2 separate regions of the Mus musculus genome follow, and region 1 is linked to region 2. A link is a contact called in public Micro-C data. All regions are on one chromosome and are shown on one strand. Each heading gives the region's core, a stretch centred on a gene start, on an enhancer-like site or on the middle of the called end of the contact. The rest is flanking DNA. Distances are from core to core; before and after follow the strand shown. Region 1 overlaps Robo1 (roundabout guidance receptor 1). Region 2 overlaps Robo1 (roundabout guidance receptor 1).

What was found. A called contact is a pair of places that touch in the nucleus more often than the background predicts.
Region 1: a contact with region 2 is called in a Micro-C map of granulosa cells, with 2.3 times the contacts expected there. The contact joins two enhancer-like sites. A contact is called at or near these places in 10 of 484 Hi-C or Micro-C datasets (Sertoli cells, adipose-derived mesenchymal stem cells, cerebellar granule neurons and 7 more), 1 of 115 datasets of contacts at active chromatin or transcription factors (fibro-adipogenic progenitors) and 1 of 9 other capture datasets (pancreatic islet).

The regions. Positions count from the first base shown.
Region 1 is chr16:72,973,731-72,977,167 of GRCm38.p6, forward strand. The region is part of intron 12 of Robo1 (roundabout guidance receptor 1); the gene reads left to right. Among named protein-coding and RNA genes, the nearest start is that of Gm52247, 16 kb to the left of the region's middle. Within about 2 kb of position 2,016, at least 6 of the 459 cell types and tissues checked have an H3K27ac peak or open chromatin away from gene starts, as enhancers often do. A contact at or near this core is called in granulosa cells, where this site is marked.
Region 2 is chr16:72,806,881-72,810,519 of GRCm38.p6, forward strand. The region is part of intron 2 of Robo1 (roundabout guidance receptor 1); the gene reads left to right. Among named protein-coding and RNA genes, the nearest start is that of Gm52248, 71 kb to the right of the region's middle. Within about 2 kb of position 1,486, at least 34 of the 459 cell types and tissues checked have an H3K27ac peak or open chromatin away from gene starts, as enhancers often do. A contact at or near this core is called in granulosa cells, where this site is marked.

The sequences.
Region 1 (3,437 bases), core at 766-3,265, 170 kb after region 2:
ATAAGCTCCTGGAGTCCATCTAGATAGTCGTTTGGGGAGCACTCTTTGCTTTTGAAATCACGGAGAGAGTAAAGCCGAGGCTCGGAACACACCCATGTCTGTTCCTTGTGTACTGAATTCAACACACCCAGATGCCTGTATTTGCTAGTGTGAGTCACCTGCTCAGGAGCTCTAATAGACTTGGAGCCTGCCTCGAGGCAGTGTGAGGTTTGCCATATCAGATATGCATTTGTAAAGAATGTAGAAACTACAGCAGCTTCTAACTGAATTTAAACTTCCCTCCCCAAGTAGAAGTTTCTACCTACCTACCCTCTGTCTCTGTCCAGTGGAATCTAAATGCCAGTGTTGTTGACCGACTTAATGCTAGTCTCATTTGCAAATGATAATGTTGTTCATATGTTTTATGAAGATAGTTTTTCCTTTTCTTTGGGCTAAAACAGCCTCCTTCAGATGCATAGTTAGTAAAACAGTATAAGAAAATGAATCTATGTCAACCAGGAGACTATCTAGAGAAATATACATACCATTTTGAAATAAAGGATATTTTCCTGTCATCTCCTCAGTCTAGCCATGTGGTGCTTAGCAAGTTGATCAGTCCTAAATATCCTATCTCCTCGAGTATGAGATGGGGCTAACTAAACTCCCTTCCCTAGAGTTGACAAGGATTGTTACTAATTATTAACAACAATTAATATTATTATGACTTTTCCTAAGTCATAGCAAACATGTGTTTCTTTCAGCGTCTAAACTAAGAATCAAGAAGGCTCATAGAAAATTCAGCTATCATAACACTACAAAAATTAGCAAATGAAGCCAAATGAGAGGATCAATTAAATATATCCTGACATCTCGGAATGATGAGCCAGCACTAACAAGATTAAAATTAATAGAGCAAATTAAAAAATCTGGTACTTGAATTATGGTCTGAAAAAAATTGCTATAAAAGGCTGGGATGAGTGGATTGGCTTAAGGAGGGGGTGTTCGTTGGGGTTCAGTGAAGTGCGCAGACTCCAGTTGAAACCAACTCTGAGATCTGTCTGTGTTCATTGAATGGTGTGCTTGCCAATTGAACAAAGTTCACCCTTACTGGGATTTTTCAGCAATATGTCAGAATCAAGTCATCTTTCCCCCTGTATTTTGAACTGGTCAGACCATGAATTACGTAATGCCCTGGATGTGAGCACCACCTTTGCAGGTTGACTCTTAAAATTCTGTTTTATTTGGGTTGGAACTGTACCTGTGAATCAAACCCAGGCTCTCATAGTCACAAGATCATACCTTACCCAAGAGCTCTAACCCCAGCCCTGACTCCTTAGTCTGCTCAGAGGAGACCAGTGACAACACGTGGTGAATGAATGACTGAAAAATCAATCCTAATAAAAGAAATTCAAGAATCTTGATATGCCTAAGGCAAAACCAAAACCAACCAACCAAACAAACAAACAAACAAACACATAAAGACTATGAGATCCCTTTCTTACCATCTTACGTGACAATAGCACAAACCTGGCAATGAACCTGGCAACATTTGGTTCTGCGAGGAATATCAGCTGTGTGGCTGTCAGATAGAGGTTGTGTGGGTTTTGTCGGCACGCAATGCCATTCTGACTCTGTAGGCCCTATCCTTGAGCAATTCTTGAGCCTTAACTTTTAATGGAAATGAACACATATGGAATATTACATAGGATTCATCAGGAATACCAGTATGGGCCTGGAGAGAAAGAGCACTATATAAGAGTGTGCCACTCAAGTTTGAGAGCCTGAGCCCAGTCCTTGGCATCCGTGTGACAACTCAGACACGTAATAGAGTTCTTGCCTAGTGTGCATAAGGCCCTGGATTGGGCTGATGGGAGGGTGCTGTCTTCCCCAAGTCATGTGAGCTGTGGTTTCCCTAGGGGAAGGCACTCAGACTGCTCCAGGGTTTATTTCTCTTTTCCTGTTCCATCTGCTTCCCTCTCTCCTTGAAGTTGGTGTTTTAGCAGAGCAGCCATGGAGAGAACAGAGAGAAAAGATAAAGTGCCTGAGATGGCCTTGTAATGACTGGATGTTTTCTCCCTAGCACTGTCTGCTTGGTATAAGTCAGCACTGGGATGACGGTATAGGGAAATGGGGAAAGGGCGGGGTCAGGAGTTATCCTAGTGTCGTTATTTTTTTATGATCTTGCTCATTTCTTTATTTTTGGTTTGGTTCTGTTTTGTTTTGCTTGTTCTCAGAAAGGGACTCACTGTGTAGCTTTGGCTGTCCTGAACTCAGTATGAAGACCAGACTGGCCTCAGGTTCACAGAGATCCACCTGTCTCTGCCTTCCAAGTGCTAGGATTAAAGGTGTGTGCCATCGTGTCCCACCATTTTCCTTATTTATAAACTTAATTTTTAGGTGGGGCATGCAGACATCCAGGTGGCACAAATGTTTAATAGTGATTGAGCCTTCTATCCTTTCTTCCATTCATCTTGGTTCTCTGAATTCCACAAATTTTATTTTTTAAATATTCATGGTTTTTCTTTTTTCCTATCCTGGGACAGGGGTATTTGATCATTTAGCAAACTTTCGATTTTTTTTTTCCATTTTGGTTTGGTATTGGTTTGGGGTTTTTTTGTCTGTTTGTTTGTTTGGTTGGTTGGTTGGTTTTTTATTGTTGTTTTTTTTTTTTAGGTTGTAACATCTAAACTGCATATGTCAAAATATAATAGTCTATTAATTAGTTCCATAGTCCCTTTCAAATCTTAATATTTTATTGTTCTTTACAGTGCATTTTCTTTTACTGTTTGAAACAGAAACACATCTGTACATAAGAAGGCCTCTTTCGCAATAGGCAGTTTTTCTGAGTAGAGTTAAATAAATTTAGTAAACAGTTCCGTGACACCCCCGCTCCAATAGTACAACATTGGACCCTATTGGCTGTTCACTTCTTACTGTGCTGTTCGTCTCCTCTGAAACATTTTAGTATTTACGAGACTGCAAACCCATTATTAAATCTCCCATACAATATAGTAAGCTAAACCGTTGTCAATGAAAATGGTGGTAAGTGCGCTTGTCTCGCACCTAACCAGACTTGCGGTATCAGACCTTCACCATAGCTTCTGTGGCTTTCCCTGTGCAGCGTGTCTGTGCCATCCGCTGGGAAGATAGTTGGGAAGAGACCCAGGTCTCTCCTAGGAGATGTGCGCTCAGCTGCCTTCCACGCTCAGTTTCCCCTGACTGTCTGCAAGCTTTGCATTCCCCCATGGGCTCAGCTGCAATTCGTTGCCCCTTTCTTCCTTGAATGGTTAGGATCCGGACAGAGGGCTGAATCAAACTCAGAGTCAGCCCCATGCCCTAAGGCTCAGCAGTGTAATGATCATTACATGGTATGAGGCTCTCTTAAAAATTACTGTTTGCCACTGTTATCTTTGCCTCTTGCCCTTCTCGGCTTTCATGGGCTTCCTACGTGTTCTGCC
Region 2 (3,639 bases), core at 236-2,735:
AACCTGCCTCAGCCTCCTGAGTGCTGGGATTAAAGAAAGGCATGTGCCACGGAGCCTAACATTGTGATGAGTTTTAATGAGCAATGGCCCGTTCGTTTGTTGACTGCCTTTTGTGTGCTAGTTCCTTGTTACAACTCTTTTAGTAGCTGTAAGTCATTTTTCTTAACATCGCTACAACTCAATGAATGCAGTGTTTGCCAGGCCTAAGTGGATGTCATAGTTTAACTCATTTCCTTTCCAACATTGGAAATGAAGTGAAAAGAGCGTCATCTGAGAAGGCTTGTGTTTTATCTTTTCTATCCTGGAAGGCATTGCCTAACCCATCTCAGAAATATGCATGATTGTAACTATACATTTTTGAGGAATGACTCTTTTCTTATGCTCGTATTGTGCCCATTACCTGCCTTCAGCATTAGGGATATATTTAACTCTTTAATTCAATTCATTGTTAGAAGAGGTTCCTTTGGCCCCGAGCATATTACAAGTTGTAAAACACTTTCCTAAGACTATCACTCTTCCTAAAGACTGGAATCTTGGCCTTTGATGTTTGTTTCAGCTAGGATTTCAGTTCCTTGGGCTGACGTCTGTGGAGAATCCAGAAGGAAGATCTAACAGTTTAGCCAGCTCATCTATTTTCTTTTCAAAGCAAAAGATAGTATAAAATTGGATATCTCCAGAGGGAGCTGTAAAGACAGTGGCACAATAAATCCCTTCTCCTCGAAGCTACCTGAGTTCCCTTGGAGAGTAGGAGGTGGGGCCTGCGAGGAAGACAAGACAGGCTGACTGATTTAGAGTCTTCAACTTAGCAGTTTGATATATAGAGATGAGGCGAATATTCAATATTTCCCTTCAGACTGTTTTTTTGGGGGGGGATGATTTCAAGTAGATGCAGGAGGATGTTAGTGTTTTAATACTTATCTAATAAAGGGAAACTGAGGAAATCACAGAGTCAGGTCAATCTTGTTCTCTATAGGCCTTTCCCCCCATATTCAGCAGTAAAAAGGCTCCACTGTTTCTTTGGAGATGAAAATGCAAATAGAATCTCAATGATTTGATTTCAAAATTTGGAATCGAATCTTCAATTAGAAGTCCCGTGAAGATGCCTCCGCTCAAAACCTTCTTCACCCCAGATTTTAAATAATGGTCTAGTTTAGATTCTGAAGTGAAAAAGAGGTGATTTGGAATTCCCAAAGTCCTGGGCATTTCTGAGCCTCTTACACTCTAGCTATTGAATTAATTAAGGTTTAGGGAGGACAGAGGGCTTCATTTGTCTGGGGAGTTTACTGATAATGTCTGGCATTACAACTTGGAAACTTCCCTGCATTTGAACGGTCAGTACTCCCCCGTTTCCACTGCTAAAGGCTGTATTTGATGCTAAACAGAATTTGTCCCACATTGTTCTGTTTTAATATAACCTCTGGGTCTTGTCGGCAGGACCTTGTTAAGAAATGAAACTAAACCTTCCCAAATAGCAAACATCAGAGCAAAGGTCATACGCCTCATACCAATAAAAAATATTTCTTTTGTCCCGATGCAGCCTTCTACGGTTCCAGAGTAGATTTGGATTGCAGCAGAGGAAGTTGAAACAAGAGCAGGGTTAGAAAGACCAGACGAGATTCATCAAACCAGACATCGTGCCATCCCCCAAAACTCAGTCTAGTTTGGACTCGCTTCCTTATCTGAGCGCACAGCAGGCTCTGGGAAGGTTGTCTGTGGGTCCCCCAGGACTGGGTCTTCTTACTAGAATATCAGGTGGGGGATGGTCTGTGAAGAATCAGAGAGTGTGCACCCGGACAAGGAGTAGTCGTAGAACTGTGCATGTTTTAAAAGTCAGGAAATTCCCCAGGCTCAGCGACAGGTAATCACAAATCTCAGGCAACAGTGAGAGCCCAGCGAACTTTGCTCACAGCGTAAAAAAAAAAAAATAATAATAATAAAAATAAAAAGAGTTGCAATAAAATGTGGTCCAGAGAGATGTAAACTTACCTAAAAAATCTCATATTGTCCATAGCATAGCAAATGACAAAGAAAATCACTTGTGTCCAAAATTGATGGATCATGAATTTAAACCAAATGGAGATGGCTCCTTTTTCATTCTTGTTCTGTTTTTAATATACCTGAGCTTCAGGAACATAATATCACAGTGGCAGATGGATTTATCTTTTTTTTTTTTTGGTAGGTGGATATAGAAATGCTTAGGGCTCACATCACAGTCAGATTTTTAAGTAGCCAGACTTAAAAACACAAACAGTCCTTTACAAATTCTTCTTTGCTATGAACTTTGTCACACATAGAATTCCTTTTGTGGTACTCAGCAATGTGAAAGAACAGTACATCCCAAATTTAACTTGCTTTGTTTACACGAATTGTTAAAAGAAAAACAATTAGGAAAAAAATCAAATTCACTAATCATTGCCAATGTAGAACTGTATTTCTTGAAATTAGACCTGCAGCAGTAAAAACACACACAGTGGGGAGAGGAGGGAGAGGGGGAGACAGAGAGAGAGATTGGGGGAGGGGGCAGAGAGGAGGAGAGGAGAGGAGAGGAGAGGAGATGAAGGGAGGGAGAGAGAGACAGAGAGACAGAGAGACAGAGAGAGAGAGATTAAGTAGCCTTGCAAATGAAAGAAATAATCAGGCAGTAGATTAAAAAATAATCAGACTACAGTAAAATCACAATTATGCCCATAAGTATATGTGTTTAGGGCTGAATACATAGTGTACCCTATCAAAGTGTTCGTCTCTGATTAATTAGTTTTCTCTTTCCACCCCCAAAGGACACCCCCCCCTACACATAGCACCGGTGCATTCCCTTAGCGCTTCATCTAGGAATGGGGTCTTATGAAATTCTCCCTATCCACCATGGCATGTCAACTGGTATTGGCCAATGCAGGCTGCCTTTAGGCAGCCATACTGTTAAAGATCGCCTTGGTGCAGCTTCTCAGTCACGTATGGAAAACACTATCTCCAAGCCAATGCTTGGTCTTCTCGCATTGACGCTCTTGCTCTCTCTCTTTCTGAGTGTTTCCTAAGCTTAGGTGTAGAGTTGGCATTGAGGATCGTTTACAGTTGTGATTGTGGTGTCCAATGTGGTTTTGGACATTCATGGTCAGTTTTTCCCTGCAGTTGGAGCTGTTGTGGATTTCTGTTACAGTCTCCAGCTGTGGAAGAAGAAGGTTCCTTGAGTGAGATATGAGAACTGCAGTTACCTGTGGGGATTCGAACCAAGTATCTTGATTCAGACGAAAACTATGCAGGTTTAGGAAATTGGCAGTGGTAGATTCTCTTCTATACTCCCTGAAGCATATATATGTATATGTTTAAGTATATGTGTATGTATAATATGTATACATTATGTATGTGTGTGCATATATATGTATATATATATATATAAAGATTTTTATTTCATTTTAAATTATGTGTATTCCTTTGTTTGAGTGGGCGTATACTTTTGAATGTAGCTACCCAGGGGTGTCAAAAGTCTAGGGGTCAGATCAACTGGAGCTGAAGACAAAGGCAGTAGAGTGGCCTTTGATGTGGGTCTTGTGAACTGACCTTGGAACTCTAGAAAAGCAACCAGTGCTGTTGATTGCTGAGCTGTCTCTTTGAGTGTCTGCTGTAGCTACATCTTACTATATT